3 separate regions of the Mus musculus genome follow, and all the other regions are linked to region 1. A link is a contact called in public Micro-C and promoter capture Hi-C data. All regions are on one chromosome and are shown on one strand. The core of a region is the stretch at or near the end of the contact, and the rest is flanking DNA. Distances in the headings are between cores, read along the strand shown. Region 1 holds the start of Cdk5rap1 (CDK5 regulatory subunit associated protein 1). Region 2 overlaps Cbfa2t2 (CBFA2/RUNX1 translocation partner 2). Region 3 holds the start of Necab3 (N-terminal EF-hand calcium binding protein 3).

What was found. A called contact is a pair of places that touch in the nucleus more often than the background predicts. Capture Hi-C pulls out chosen DNA fragments and counts their contacts.
Region 2: a contact with region 1 is called in a Micro-C map of the G1E-ER4 cell line, with 4 times the contacts expected there. The contact joins the enhancer-like site here to the promoter of Cdk5rap1 in region 1. A contact is called at or near these places in 7 of 39 promoter capture datasets (the 3T3-L1 cell line, hippocampal neurons, macrophages and 3 more), 3 of 484 Hi-C or Micro-C datasets (the G1E-ER4 cell line, muscle stem cells and myocytes), 9 of 115 datasets of contacts at active chromatin or transcription factors (astrocytes, bone marrow-derived macrophages, double positive thymocytes and 4 more) and 4 of 9 other capture datasets (adipose tissue, embryonic stem cells, liver and 1 more).
Region 3: a contact with region 1 is called in a promoter capture Hi-C map of pancreatic islet. The contact joins the promoter of Necab3 here to the promoter of Cdk5rap1 in region 1. A contact is called at or near these places in 15 of 39 promoter capture datasets (the 3T3-L1 cell line, the C10 cell line, the HPC-7 cell line and 8 more), 3 of 484 Hi-C or Micro-C datasets (embryonic stem cells, muscle stem cells and myocytes), 15 of 115 datasets of contacts at active chromatin or transcription factors (the SCID.adh cell line, bone marrow-derived macrophages, double positive thymocytes and 8 more) and 4 of 9 other capture datasets (adipose tissue, embryonic stem cells, liver and 1 more).

Annotation. Positions count from the first base shown.
Region 1 is chr2:154,370,023-154,374,402 of GRCm38.p6, reverse strand. It overlaps Cdk5rap1 (CDK5 regulatory subunit associated protein 1), which reads left to right and starts at 1,684. Exons shown (of 14, transcript NM_025876.2): 1 at 1,684-1,722; 2 at 3,448-3,767. The coding sequence starts at 3,467.
Region 2 is chr2:154,537,053-154,541,648 of GRCm38.p6, reverse strand. It overlaps Cbfa2t2 (CBFA2/RUNX1 translocation partner 2), which reads right to left. Exons shown (of 11, transcript NM_172860.2): 11 at 2,293-4,596. Among named protein-coding and RNA genes, the nearest start is that of 1700003F12Rik, 9.6 kb to the left of the region's middle. Within about 2 kb of position 3,073, at least 18 of the 459 cell types and tissues checked have an H3K27ac peak or open chromatin away from gene starts, as enhancers often do. A contact at or near this core is called in the G1E-ER4 cell line, where this site is marked.
Region 3 is chr2:154,557,179-154,561,947 of GRCm38.p6, reverse strand. Necab3 (N-terminal EF-hand calcium binding protein 3) reads left to right here and starts at 3,095. Exons shown (of 13, transcript NM_021546.3): 1 at 3,095-3,210. The coding sequence starts at 3,109. It overlaps E2f1 (E2F transcription factor 1), which reads left to right. Exons shown (of 7, transcript NM_007891.5): 5 at 487-601; 6 at 698-917; 7 at 1,013-2,548. The coding sequence ends at 1,260.

The DNA of each region.
Region 1 (4,380 bases), core at 435-2,934:
TCATTTGGAAGTGTCCTACAGACTGAGCCAACTCTAGCTTCTGGCTTTCCAAACAGAAGTACTTCCGGCTTCTTGCCCAGATACATAAACACATAAATGAAAACAAAACAAAACAAAACAAAACAAAACAAAACAAACAAAACAAAACGACAAAAGCCCATTGGCAAAGAGGAAGGCTGGGAATGCCCCCCACTCCTTCCCTCCAAACCCAGTCTCTTGATGAGAGTCATGACAGGAAGAGGCCAGGAGGGGGCGCCTCTTTGCTACTCATTCTATGCTTGTAGATTTTTGAACTGTCCACCTGCAGTTTGTGCTTCAACCAAATGTTTTACACTTAAATGTCTCACACTTTAAAACTAATATTTATGGTGAAGCTTGGAAAAAACACTTATGCTACATAGGGTGGTTCTGACCCCAGGGCTCCGATCTGGCTGAATCCTGTTCTCAGCATTTTCTTGAGTGTAGGGACTATGGGTTCGGTCTGGGGGAGAAGAGGTATTTTGGCTAGAGTCAACAGGGAAGGGAGAATGGCTGAGAGGGCCAGGGCAGGAATGTGACAGGAGTAGGGTAAGGAGGTAGTGAGGAACAATTAGGCTGTTCAGGGCCATCTGGGAGATCCAGGAAAGACGAGGCCGTTCAGAGCTAGCCACAGAAACCACTGGTTAGCCTCTTTTCTATTTTTTTTTACATTTATTCTATTCCATCTGTCTGTCTGCCTGTCTGTCTGTCTATCCATCATCTACGAAATTTTACTATGTAGCTCTTTCTGGCTTCGAATTAGCCTGCCTTTGCCTCCTGAGAACACCGAAGTGTGCTACAGCGTCCTGAGACGTCTGTGTGTGTGTGTGTGTGTGTGTGTGTGAGAGAGAGAGAGAGAGAGAGAGAGAGAGAGAGAGAGATGTTGCATGTCCCATGGCCTATCTGTGAAGTTCAGAGGGCTTGTGGGAGCCAGTTCTCCCTTCACCTTGTGGGTTCTGGGGATTAGACCCCAGGTCGTCAAACAGCAAGTGTCCTACATGCTGAGCCATCTCACCAGCCCCATGGTGGCCCTTTTCTTAAAGGGTCTGGTGAGGAGAGGGAAGGAAAGTACATATGGCAGGAGGGAGCTAACGGGTGACAGGCTTGAGGAGAAGTCAGAGCTCCTATTTTCCAGGGGGCAGAACACCCCTAAGAATCCCTTACTCTCTTGGGGCAAGGGCAGATACAGACTCTGAGACTGCCCACCTGTTTGTTTGTTTGTTTGTTTTTCTAATTAAAAAAGATTTATTATGCATAATAGTACAGTGTCGCGGTCTTCAGACACACCAGAAGAGGGCATCCATCGGATCCCTTTACAGATGGTTGTGAGCCACCATGTGGTTGCTGGGAATTGAACTCCAGACCTCTGGAAGAGCACTCAGTGCTCTTAACCGCTGAACCATCTCTCCAGCCCGCCTACCTGGTTTTAAGCTTTACTTAACTTTTTTTTTTGGGGTGGGGTGGGGTGGGGGTGGGGGGCGGTATTAGCATTTAAAGAAGTAGTAGGTCTCACGGCTTTATTTTTCAAAGCCAGGGTCCTGGGACTCGAAGCCGGCAGGAAACACTACCATTAGAACACCGCGGGCGAAAGTCACGGCGGAACAGAAGTTGCACGCCTAGGCGCGCAGCGGAGGACTCCTGAGAAGGGAACCCACGCAGATCGACAGTTTCCGGTTTCGGACGCGGACCTTGCAGTTGTGGGAGGTGAGAGGCTTGAGATTGAGTTTAGTGTCCTGCGGGTGACCCGCGGTGGCGCAGGGCGGGCTCGCACCGTCCAGGAAAAGCCAGAAGCGCTAGGAGAAGGTATCACTGGGCAGTGTTAGGCCTTGAGTAGGACCGCTGCGAGTGTAGCTCAGCCCCGCTGCCGGCTCTTGGCCAAGTCACAGCGTCCTTCTAAGCCCTAGTATTTGCCCTGTGAAGCAGAGATGGGGTCTGATAGACCTCGGAGAGGGGCTACGGGGCTCACGCAGTTGCCGCCGCCACGCCTAGCACTCACACGCTTGGATGTGGTAGGTGGTTCCGCGCTGTGCTGTGCAAAAACTTGAAGCTTTTGATCCTTCCACCAGGTTCGTCAGAAAGGACCGTTCCCCACCCCAACACTCATACATGAAGACGCGCCCAGAACCCGGCCAAGGTCCATGCTTTGAAATGAAGTGTGGGCTGCTAGTGAATGATTGTGAGCCACCACTTGGTTGCTGGGAATTGAACTCAGGCTCTGGAAAAGCAGTCAGTGCTCTTAACCACTGAGCCACTGCTCTAAGTCCCCCCCTCCCCCAATCTAAGTTTTTAATGTGTAATTCTTATAACATCTGGCAAGGGGTAAGGTCCTATTGTACTTTTTTTTTTTTTTTTTCCAAAATGGATATGACATTTGTAGTCCAGAGGTGGAAATTTGACTTGTAAAAACGTGGTCACACAACAATTAAAGGGCAGAAGTAGATGATTTGAAAGCTCACACCTGGGCTGTTAAGATGGTTCACATACCATAATATGCATAAAAATAAAAATGTGAAAAAAATTAAAACTCAAACCAAAAGTCTCCTCTCCGACAAGAGAGTAGGTTGGTGTTTTTTTTTTTAATTACATTTTATTTATTTGGTTTTTGTTCCTGTGCTCATGCACATGAATGTGCCATACATAGTGTATGTGTAGAGATAGAAGAATCTATGGAAAAGAATTCTTTCTACTGTGTGGCTTTCAGGGAGTCAGGCTTGGTGGCAGGTGCCTTCATCCACTAAGCCATGTCACTGAGCCGCCTTTATTTATTTTCACCTGTAAATTAGAGATATAATATATTTTAAGAGCCCTCACTGTTGTCCAGGCAGTCCTGGGCTCAAATGATCTTCCTGCCTTAGCCTCCCAGGTTACTGGGAATATAGGTTTACCATGTTTAGATTAAGGTAAACTATCATAAAACGTACCTTAAGGGAGGTGGTGGTGCACACCTTAAATCTCAGCACTCAGGAGGCAGAGACAGGCTGATCTCTGAGTTTCAGGCCAGCCTGGTCTACAGTGCAAGTTCTAGGACAGTCAGAGCTATACAGAGAAACCCTGTCAAAACAAAACAAAACAAAACAAAACAAAACAAAACAGTACCTTGGAACTGGGTTGTGATTCTGGCATTTGGAAGACTGAGGTGAGAGGAATGAGAAAAGTTGGAGGTCAGTATGGACTTCATAGGAAGATCTCAAAAAACAAACAAACAAACAAACAAACCTAACCTCACATAACCTCACAATCTGCCCAGCCTGGACTACGTAGGAAGTTGAGTTCCAGGCCAGCCCAGAATAATCCTGAGATTAAGTCTCAACATCTCTTATGAGCCCTGCTCCCCCCAAAAAGCATTTTTCTGTTTTAGCGAGGAGGAGTGTCCAGAGCAGTCCTGTATGGAGTGTGCCGTAAATACTGGTGTGTTTCATTCCTTTGCAGATTTGGGGCTGCAGGTGCCATGCATCCTTTACGGTGTGTCCTCCAAGTACAGAGGTTGTCAGCACCATTCACCTCCATGTGCTGGGTGTTGCTTAGGACCTGCAGAGCACAAAGCAGTGTGTCCAGCACTCCTTGTCCCAGTCCAGAGGCGAAGAGCTCAGAAGCTCAGAAGGACTTCAGCTCCAGGCTAGCCACTGGACCGACTTTTCAGCATTTTTTAAGAAGTGCTTCAGTTCCTCAAGAGAAACCATCTTCTCCAGAGGTGGAGGACCCACCTCCCTATCTCTCGGGGGATGAACTTCTAGGAAGGCAGAGAAAAGGTTGGCTTTATTTTTTCCCTTTGGCTTCCTTGCTCCACTGCAGCCTCTGTGGCCTGATTGCTTCTGCTGTTCTCTTACTACATTCTTGGCTTTAGGAAGTTGATAGTGTGGGCAGGTTGATTAATATAAAACCATCAGAGCCCACGAAGTAGCATTACTCTAAAGAAACTGAAGGGCTGGGCTGGGGGAGAGTTGTGTGGTGGAGTGGTTGCCTAGCATCTGTGATGCTCTGAGCTCCATCCACAGCATCCTCATCTCCTCAAGAAAACACTCAAAGCTGTGCACACGTGAATTGTAGTCCACTCCCTGGTTATGTATGGAGATACTGCAATCCCCGTTTTAATTAAAATTTTTAGGATTGCATTTAAATTACATCATTTATTGTCAGTGTGCGGCAGCTGTGGAGGTCAGGGCATAACTTGTGTTGTCTCCTTCCACCATGTGAGTTGAGAGGTTAAAAGTCAGGCTTGGTGGCAGAGGCCTTATCCACTGAGTCATCTTGCCCAAGCCTATTCCCTGTTTTTTGAAGCTGGGTCTTGTTGTGTAGCCTAGGTTAGTCTGGAACTCAACCCTCTTGCCTCAGCCTCCTAGCTGATGGAATCACTGATGTCTG
Region 2 (4,596 bases), core at 1,824-4,323, 170 kb before region 1:
GGAGCCTGTGCCACCATACCTGTCTGACTACCTCCATCCCCAGCTTTTCCCCTCTCAATTAAAAGTAGACTTTCTCTACTGTCACATAATCTACCCTGATTACTTCCCCTCCCCCTACTCCTCCCAGTTCCTTCCCACCTCTCTTCCCATCCAGATTCACTCCCTTCCTGCCTCTTGTTAGAAAACCAAAAAACCTTTAAGGGACAATAATAAGAACACATCAGAGACAAAACAAATCAACAGAAAGAAGTGTCCAAGAGAAGGCCCAAGAGTCAGAGATCCGCTCATTCCCGCACTCAGGAATCCCATGAAACCTCTCGACTGGAAGCTAGATAGCCAGCAGAGGACCTGGTGCAGACCTGTGCTTGCTGCCTCCCTCTGAGTTCATATGAGCTTTGAGCATGCTGATCTGCAGGGCCTGTGTCCTCCACACCCTCTGGCTTTTCTGCTTTTGCAGCCTTTTTCTACAGGGACTTGAGGGAGACCTCTCGTTTAGGGCTGAGTATTCCAGAGTGTTCCACTCTGTTTAATGTCTTGCTGTGGGTCTCTGTATGTGTTTGTATCTGGTGTAGGAGGAAGCGCCTCTGATGATGGCTGACCAAGGCACTGATCTAAGAGTATAACAGAATAGCATTAGTCTTTTTTTATATTTTTTGAGATAGGGTTTCTTTGTATAGGGTTGCTTGTCCTGAAACACTCTATAAATTAGGCTGGCTTTCAGCTCAGAGATTGGCCTGCTACTGAGAGTAGGGGTGAAGGCTCTATGTAGGCATCAGCTTAACTTCTCTCTGTTCAATTGAGTTACATAGGTGCTGTCTTGGCAACAGGCTTAGTTGTTTGGGAATTCCCATGGGATCCCTTTGGCCAACAGCTCAATTAGGTGTAACACAATCCCAATCCTGGAAATTTCATTTGGTGAAGAGCCAGCTGGGGCTCTCCCTCATTATCTGGTGATTTATTTAGCTCACCTTCATATGCATGTATTTAGGAAGCTCCTACTGTATTAGGTTTCCATACAACTCTTCAAATGGCTCTTCATTCTAGCTCTTCTCCCCTCTCCGCGTGATGCTTCTGTTTCAGCCTTCACCCAATCCATTCACATCTATCCTATTTCCCCTTCCCAATGAGATCTGTCCCCGAGCCTTTCCCTTACTGTATATTTAACTTCTGTGGTTCTTTGGATTGCAGCTTGATTATCACTGACTCGACAGCTAATTCTCACATATACCACTTGGCTCTTCTGATCATATTTCACCCTCACAACCCAGGGATGGGCACTGCTAGCAACTCCACATTACAGGAGACAGGTGTGCACAGTTACATGCTTGCTCTGGTGCTTTCGAGTATGGAAGGCATTGAAGTGGGCATCCTTGGGTGGCAGCATCTTAGCTAAAGTAGGGACATCGATGAAAGGTTCTACTTTGTCCCACAGTGTGCCAAAGCCGAGACTTGGGGTCCAGGGGTATCAAAACAAGGTAGTGTTAAGCACAAGACTTGGGGTCCAGGGGTATCAAAACAAGGTAGCGTTAAGCACCAAAAAACCGCAGAATGCCCAGCTGTCCTGAAATTCCCTAAATGTACCCAGAAAACACCATTGACCTCAAGGGATAGAGGTGGTCGCAGAAAACATAAAGCTGCCCAAGGATTGCCCTGGACATGAGTTAGCTCTCAGACGGAAGCAGAAGCAGAAGCAGAAGCAGAAGCAGCAGGCCCTGTTTTGTCCTCCAGAGGGCACTTGATACTAGAAAATGGAGCTGAATGAAGCCTGGAAGAAAAGTATTGCCTCAGGTCACACAACCTTAAGCATCAGTGAAATTAAGATTTAATGCCAGTAAAGGACATAAAAATCCCACAAGCTCAAGTATGTTAATGTTGAAATGTTGTAAGGAAATAACAGTTACTTGGGAAAAATATTCATGTCCATTCTGTGGCTGAATGTTATTACTAAAAGATCACTCAGTGGGGAGGAGTGTGAGAAACCAAGGATATCTCTGTTATTGCTGTCACTGCTGCCACAGCATGGTCACCTTGACACAGAAGATGGCTGCAACTAGCATCATGGTGGGGTTCTACAGCAAGCATTCCAGCCCTTCTTGTCCCTACCCCTCATGCCATGATCTTTTGGTCATAGCAAGGATGCTTAGAGCCCCACTGCCCCTTCACCAAAGACCTGGGGGTGGGGGAGGGAAGAGTGAGTGTCCACGTGTGGTGCTCGACAATACCAGAGGCTGCAGCTAGTCATATGGCATTTGTACTCCACCACTGTGCTACCTTCCCCAGGTCTGGTCCAGCTTGAGTCAGAAAAGGAATATAGCATTTTTATTAACTACTTTAAGTAGAACAAACTAAATACATATTTAACAGTTTTGGTTCATTTATACAGTACATTAAATAAGTTATGCACAGAGTTAAGTAACAAAAGTTCCTACTGAGTCAAATGACAAAGCACAGAAAAACCAGACTCAAATGCATCCTGCGGGTGGCTTCACATTCATCACCCGCCTCTGCAAACCATGCTTGCAGGATTGGCTTTTATTTACATTATTGGTTTTCTGTATGGATGGAGCCTTTGTAGCCTCATTAGGAACTTGGAAAGCCACAGGAGTGGAACGAAGGCCTTATTATCAAACAGCCCTTTAATCATTCACTGAATTGTTGCAGCTTCTTCCTGGGAACCACAAGGCAGGGACTGGGCTGTCCCTGGCAGACACCAGCTGCACATGCCCTTTTTGGTATAAGCATTGACAGTTTACACTGGGCAGCTGGAGGCCTGATAAGACGGTGTCTGAGCGGGAAGTGCCACCTCTTGGGCTGTGGAAGGAGATGGTAGAGTAAATTATCAGCCACCATCTCAGCTTCCTCCTGGCTCACACTGGCTCCATCATCTTTGGAAATGGGTGTCAACATGAGGCAGAAGCAGGTAGTCAGCATTTTGGCTTTAAAGGAATATACTTGAGTGGCCAGGGTCTGCTAAGCAGCTGCTGGATCAAGGATCTTCCACAGCTGGCCATCTGGTCCACAATGGCCAGTTCAGTTCCTTCTGGCTTTTCTCACATTTGGTTCAAACATGCCACCACCCAGTTCTCTGCAAATAGCTAACATTCATCAAAGTACACTGGCTTAGTCTCCTGAGCCAGGAGCCTGGAAACCTTGGTTCCAGTCCAGTTCTGAAGTAAGCCTCCAAGACGTGTCCTATTTGTAAAGGTTTATTCAACCCACAATCCTGTCTGCAGTTTTCAGAACGAAGGCCATCTGCTCACTCCTTATGCTCTAGGGAGAACCACTAACACACACTTGCAGTTGTGTTGAGGCCTCACACACCTGCTGAGATAGTTTCCAGAACCACTCAGAAAAAAATGTCTTCACTCTCTCTGAGAAGGTGACAAGAAATGACGGTAAAGCTGACATCAAGATTTGAAGCACTCCCTGGGGATCAAATGGGTAAAGGAGTCTACATTACAGAAGACTGACAGCCAATGCCTGGATAGACCTCGGGGGGCCAGACAGGTTATTCCATGGAGACCCATGGCTGCACATAACTTAGCACCTTAGGAGAAAGCCACTCACAGCCTGCGCCCTCACCTCCACCTCCCTGCATGAGCCAATCTGAAGCTGCAGGGCCCTTCAATGAGTCTCTGTGGGATAAGTCTCCTGTAACTCAGGCTTGCTATGCAGCTATGGATAACCTTAAACTTCTGGTCCTCCTGCTTCTACCTCCTAAGTGTTAGAGGATTACAGGTATGTGCCACCATGGCTGGTGTATGCCACACTGGGAATGAAGTCCATGCTACCAAATAAGCCATGTCCCAAGCTAGCTTCAACAAGTCTTCATTTGCTGGAGCGAGGACTGGTGTGCAGAACTCCCAGTTTGGCTACTTTTGTTATTTACTTCCTGAAATTTTATCCCTCACTTGGTACAGAATGACCAAGCCCTGACTACTTTTCTTCCTCAAATAGTTACTGCAGAGGCCAGACTTGTGAGCAGCCTGAAGCTCTATGTTCACTCCCAGCCTGGTGGCTCATATAAGCAGACTTAGAAACAAAGCGGTGAGCCAGGAATCACTTGTAGCTCCAGCTCCTACTGCTGCTGCTCCTGCCTAGGGAGGAGTTGGAGAACTGCAGAAAGGAACTCCTTAAATCTGAAAAGTCCTAAACAGATGTCACGTAAGAGTGATGCTGAAGCCGGGCCATGGTAGTGCATGCCTTTAATCTCAGCACTTGGGAGGCAGAGGCAGGCGGATTTCTGAGTTCAAGGCCAGTCCGGTCTACAGAGTGAGTTCCAGGACAGCCAGGGCTACACGGAGAAACCCTGTCTCGAAAAACCAAACCAAACCAAACCAAACCAAACCAAACCAAACCAAAAACAAAACCCCGAGAGTGATGCTGACCAGAGGCAAGATAGAGACAAGTCTGAGAACTGAACTATATAGTGTAAAGTACTGTCCGAGTGTGTAGACAAACCTGGGTAGGACACAGAAGCAAAGCAGTCCCCAACAGCACTATAGAAACTCAGAATCGGACAGGCCAATCACACAGCCCACAAAGGTAGGCTAGATTTTGTAACCCAGTTTGCTGTACAAACTGATCTCCAACCAG
Region 3 (4,769 bases), core at 1,846-4,345, 190 kb before region 1:
CAGTGTGGTGGTATATACTTGTAATCCCAGGGCCAGGGATGAGGCAGAAACTAACACTGAAGGCCAATTGAGGTTATAGAGTAAGACATGCAACATAAGCATAGGTCACTGGATTACACAGACCCTGTCACCAAAGAGTGACAAACCTTTCCTTGGTCATTAATTTAGTTCCCGATTGTAGCTTCAAAGTTAAGACTTTAATTCACAAAAAGAAACTATTAGAAAGTGTGCCTTTTAGTGAATATCATTATCAGTAAGATTGTCAAAATCCATTTCCCAGTCCAGACCTGTTGAGCATTTGATATGAAATTATTACAGGCAGCCATGAGTTTGGAATTGGATGGGTAGATAGTCTCACTGTTGAGAAAGTTGAAGTTTAGTAATGAGATTCTGGGCAGCTACTATGGGCCAGGTGGTGGGATGAGGGTGTCAAAAAGGAGTGACTGGGGAGGCGTATGTGAGTCAGTGGTCCTTGACTCCCCCAACCCTGGCCTATGTGACCTGCCAGGACCTTCGCAGCATTGCAGACCCTGCAGAACAGATGGTCATAGTGATCAAGGCCCCTCCTGAGACCCAACTACAAGCTGTGGATTCTTCAGAGGTGAGACTAAGGACCCTAAGCCTTTCCAAGACAGGGAGGCTGGGCTGGTGCTCACCTAGGCCTTACCTATCTATCCTGCCTGCTGCCTCCACCCAGACATTTCAGATCTCCCTTAAGAGCAAACAAGGCCCCATTGATGTTTTCCTGTGCCCGGAGGAGAGTGCAGACGGGATTAGCCCTGGGAAGACCTCATGCCAGGAGACATCCTCTGGGGAGGACCGGACTGCAGACTCTGGCCCAGCAGGGCCTCCACCATCACCTCCCTCCACATCCCCAGCCTTGGATCCCAGTCAATCCCTGTTGGGCCTGGAGCAAGGTAGGTAGGGCCAGGGTTTGTAGTATTTGGCAGGCACTCATGGCAGCCCCTCTCCTGCTGGGCCTCTCCTAACTTGTAATGCCTCCTTTCTCCAGAAGCAGTATTGCCACGGATGGGCCACCTGAGGGTCCCTATGGAAGAGGACCAACTGTCACCACTGGTGGCTGCTGACTCACTCCTGGAGCATGTTAAAGAAGACTTCTCTGGGCTCCTCCCTGGGGAGTTCATCAGCCTCTCCCCACCCCACGAGGCCCTTGACTATCACTTTGGTCTCGAGGAGGGTGAGGGCATTAGAGATCTCTTTGACTGTGACTTTGGGGACCTGACCCCTCTGGATTTCTGACAGAAGCCTAGGGATTCAGGGTGTCTGGAGATGCCCACCTGTCTGCAGCTTTGGAGCCTCCTGCCCTGGGCCATCCTTCCTGCCTCATTGGAATAGCACGATCCATACCCTCTGTCCCAATAGCTTCTAGCTCTGGGGTTTGGTTGCTGCCACATTGAGCAGACCAAAATGGGAAGGATGTTGTACAGTGTGTGTGCATGCACCCCACACTGCGCACTGTGTGCCTGGGGTGTGTGTCTGAGTGTGTGTGTGTGTGTGTGTGTGTGAGTGTGTGTGTGTGTGTGTGTGAGTGTGTGTGTGTGTGTGTGTGTGTGTGTGTGTGTGTGTGTGTGTGTATGTATGTGTATGTGCACGTGTGCCCGGGAATGAAGGTGAACACATCTGTATGTGTGCTGCAGACACATCCTGGTGTGTCCACATGTGTGCATGGATCCATGTGTGCGCATTGGGGTGGGGGTGGGCTCTAACTGCACTTTTGGTGTCCTTGCTGCAGGGGCCCTGTGAGGCCCAGGGTGGCTGCCTGCTTTCAGAATCCTGTGTGTCAGCCAGGCCGGGTGGTACAGCTTGCCTGGCTGGGTTTGCAGGGCAGCAAGAGCACTGCTTAAAAGTTTTCCGATCGAAGCTTTAATGGAGCGTTTATTTATTTATCGAGGCCTCTGGCAAGCCTGGGGGGATAAGCAAAGGGTGGGGGGCATGGGTGATACCTTAAGTCCCTGTTCTCTGAAGCAAGGGCAGGATCCCTACCCAAGAGTTGCTGAGGCCCAAGCAGTTTATTTATTGGGAAAGGGAGAGGGAGACAGACTGACAGCCATGGATGGGCTGGAGAAACAGTCCCTTTGTACCAGTACTCCAGCCGCATGTATCCAGGGGATCTGAGATGGGGAGGGTACGTGAGGGCCTTGGCTGACTGCGGCCAGGAGGGGTGGGTATGCGTCCTTCCTATGGCTGGAGTGCTCCTCTGCTGTCCTCCCCACCCTCCAGTCTGCACTTTGATTTGTTTCCTAACAGTTCTGTTCCCTCCTGCTTTGATTTTAATAAATGTTTTGATGGTGTTAGGGCTGGGTTTGAAACTCTCCGCCAGCCAGAGTGAGGCTAGTGTTGGAGGGAATGTTCACTCCCTCTTCCTATCTGACTTAATTTCCTTTCAGTTTGTAACCCCTTGAGAAGAAAACTGACCCAATGGTGGGTAGGGAGTTATGCTTGGGACCTAAGTACAGAAGAGGGAGCGTCAGAGTCAGCTTGCTGTGCACCTTCTGAACATTAGTAAAGATGCAACACAGTGAACTGTGTTTGTGTCGAATGCTTTCCTGTGTGTATGTGCGTGGGCCTACGCTTGCAGCTGCTGTTCCCTCCCTATAGGCCTTGTAAGTAGAAGACCAGGGAGAGTTTCCTGAAAGGTGCTGGGGCAGAGATCTGGGAGAAGGAAGGGGTGATTGGCAATCCATGACTTGTGTTAAAGCATAGATGGAAGTCCTCTGAGCTGAGCATCTACAAAGCTTACTTCTTTACAACCTGGGGGCTAAGGGGGAAGGCTATTATCCTCATTTGACAGGGAAGTGCAGATGTCCAGATATAAAACGCTTGTGGGTCTGATCTATTAGGGCTCCTGCACTTAGAGCTTTGCCTGCCCACACCCGACTGGGTGGAGCGCCGGTTCCTGTGGGACTCCTGGCAAGATGTCATTGCCAGTGACTTCTGGGGTGACTCCTTTTGGAAGCCTCTTCCAGGCGGGGAAACCGAGGCCAGGTGGGGGCGGGGCCATGCTTGGGCCAATGGGCGCGCGCCCCGCCCCCAGCCAGCCTGGGCGGCCTGGTAACCGCAACCCGCAGCCTTGCAAGCCTCCGAGCCATGGCGTGCGCCGGGCTGCTTACTGTGTGCCTGCTCGGGCCACCTGCGCCCCAGCAGCCGCGACACTCTGCGCCTGCCGCGGGACACGCGCTTTTCCAGGACGTGAGTGGGGCACCGGCGGGCGGGCATCAGGCTCCCTAGGTCTCAGTCTTCCATGTCCCTGTCTCTCCCTCCACATCTGTTGGTCCTGCTTCGGTCCCTCTCCTAGACTATCTGTGACCCTGCTGTTGTGATCCTCCTGCCTTTTTGTCTTCCTGCCATTGCATTTCTTGTGCTGTCTGTGCCGCTCCGTGTCTCTCCTTGTCTCTCAGCAGTACTGCCCCTCACCCTAATTGTGTCCACTGGGGCTGGGGACTGCCAACACTCAGTCACAGCAGCCTGCTCCATGGCAGCCCCGGCTGGGCTGATAGGACAGGGGAGCCTACCTAGACCTTGAAGGAGCTCTGTCCTGCCCCGGAAGCCTCAGGCCTGATCAAGGGTGGCAGAGTCTTACAGTTGGTAAGGGACTCCTCTCATGGGCAGCAGGTGGCCTTGAGCCCCCTTTTGTAGATGTAGAGCATCCTACCCTGTCTCAGATCGCTGTGCAATCTTCCTGTGCTACCTTACCTAGCTAGAGGCAAAACTCCAAGTGCAGGAGCCCTAGCTCTGAGCGCCTCTCTTTCCCCCTTCTACTATGTGCTCAGCAAGTCCTGGCTCTCTTCTGCCCCTATTCTAGAAGTCCCTGCCAGTGTAAGAGGCTGTTGTGCCCCCTCCCCAATGCCCTAGTGACTCAGCACCTTGACCATGGTCCTTCAAGCCTGAGGAGGCATGTTTCAGGTCAGGAGGCACCCTGGGGTATGAATGGAGTATCTTCATTCAAGCTTAGCTCTCCTGCCCCACTCCCATCCAAATTACCCCAGCCCGGCTGCGTTGAGCTGCTGTGTGATCCCAATCCAGTAGCAGCCCTTTCTCTGAGTCAGCCTAAGGGTTATATTGGTTGATTAGCCTAGTGACCCTGAGGGAGTTGGGTGGAAGAGTTTAGCATTCAGGACCCTGGGCTCTATGAGTTCTGTCTAGGCTTTGAACTTGTCTGTTTCATCATTGCCTCTACAAATAAAATCTACGGGCCGTTGCCACCCTCCTTGTTCCTTACACAAATGTGTACACACAGATGCCCACAGTCTTCATGATGAATTGGCCTTATAAGAGGTCCCAGCCCTGAAAGGGTTAAACTCTAAGCTGCTCCCTCACATACTAGTGGGAAAACCAGAACACCCAAAATAAGCAGGCACAAGGGAAAGAGCCTGTTCAGTGAGGGTAGGTGGAGAATAGTGTGTGGACTTGGGAGAATACCCATAAAGTCAGGGTGGGGGAGGGGTGGGGAGGGAAACATTCAGATCTGATATGGCTTCCAAGGCTTCTCAGGAAGATTCTTAGCCCATCTGTCCAACCTTCCTCAAGCTGGGAACATGCCAAAGGCTGCTACATCAGAGCCAACTCGGGCTTGACTCCAGCTGTGGGAGGTGAAGGTACAGAGAGCTGGCCAGGAGCACCCACCCACCGTGAAGCCAGCCCTACAGCAGGAGGGAGTCAGCACTAGGGCTTGCTGTGAGAGCTTCCTGTGCTACCTTGCTGGAGACTCCTGCAGGACTTCCCTGAGCAGGGTGAAGGCGATGCAGGGG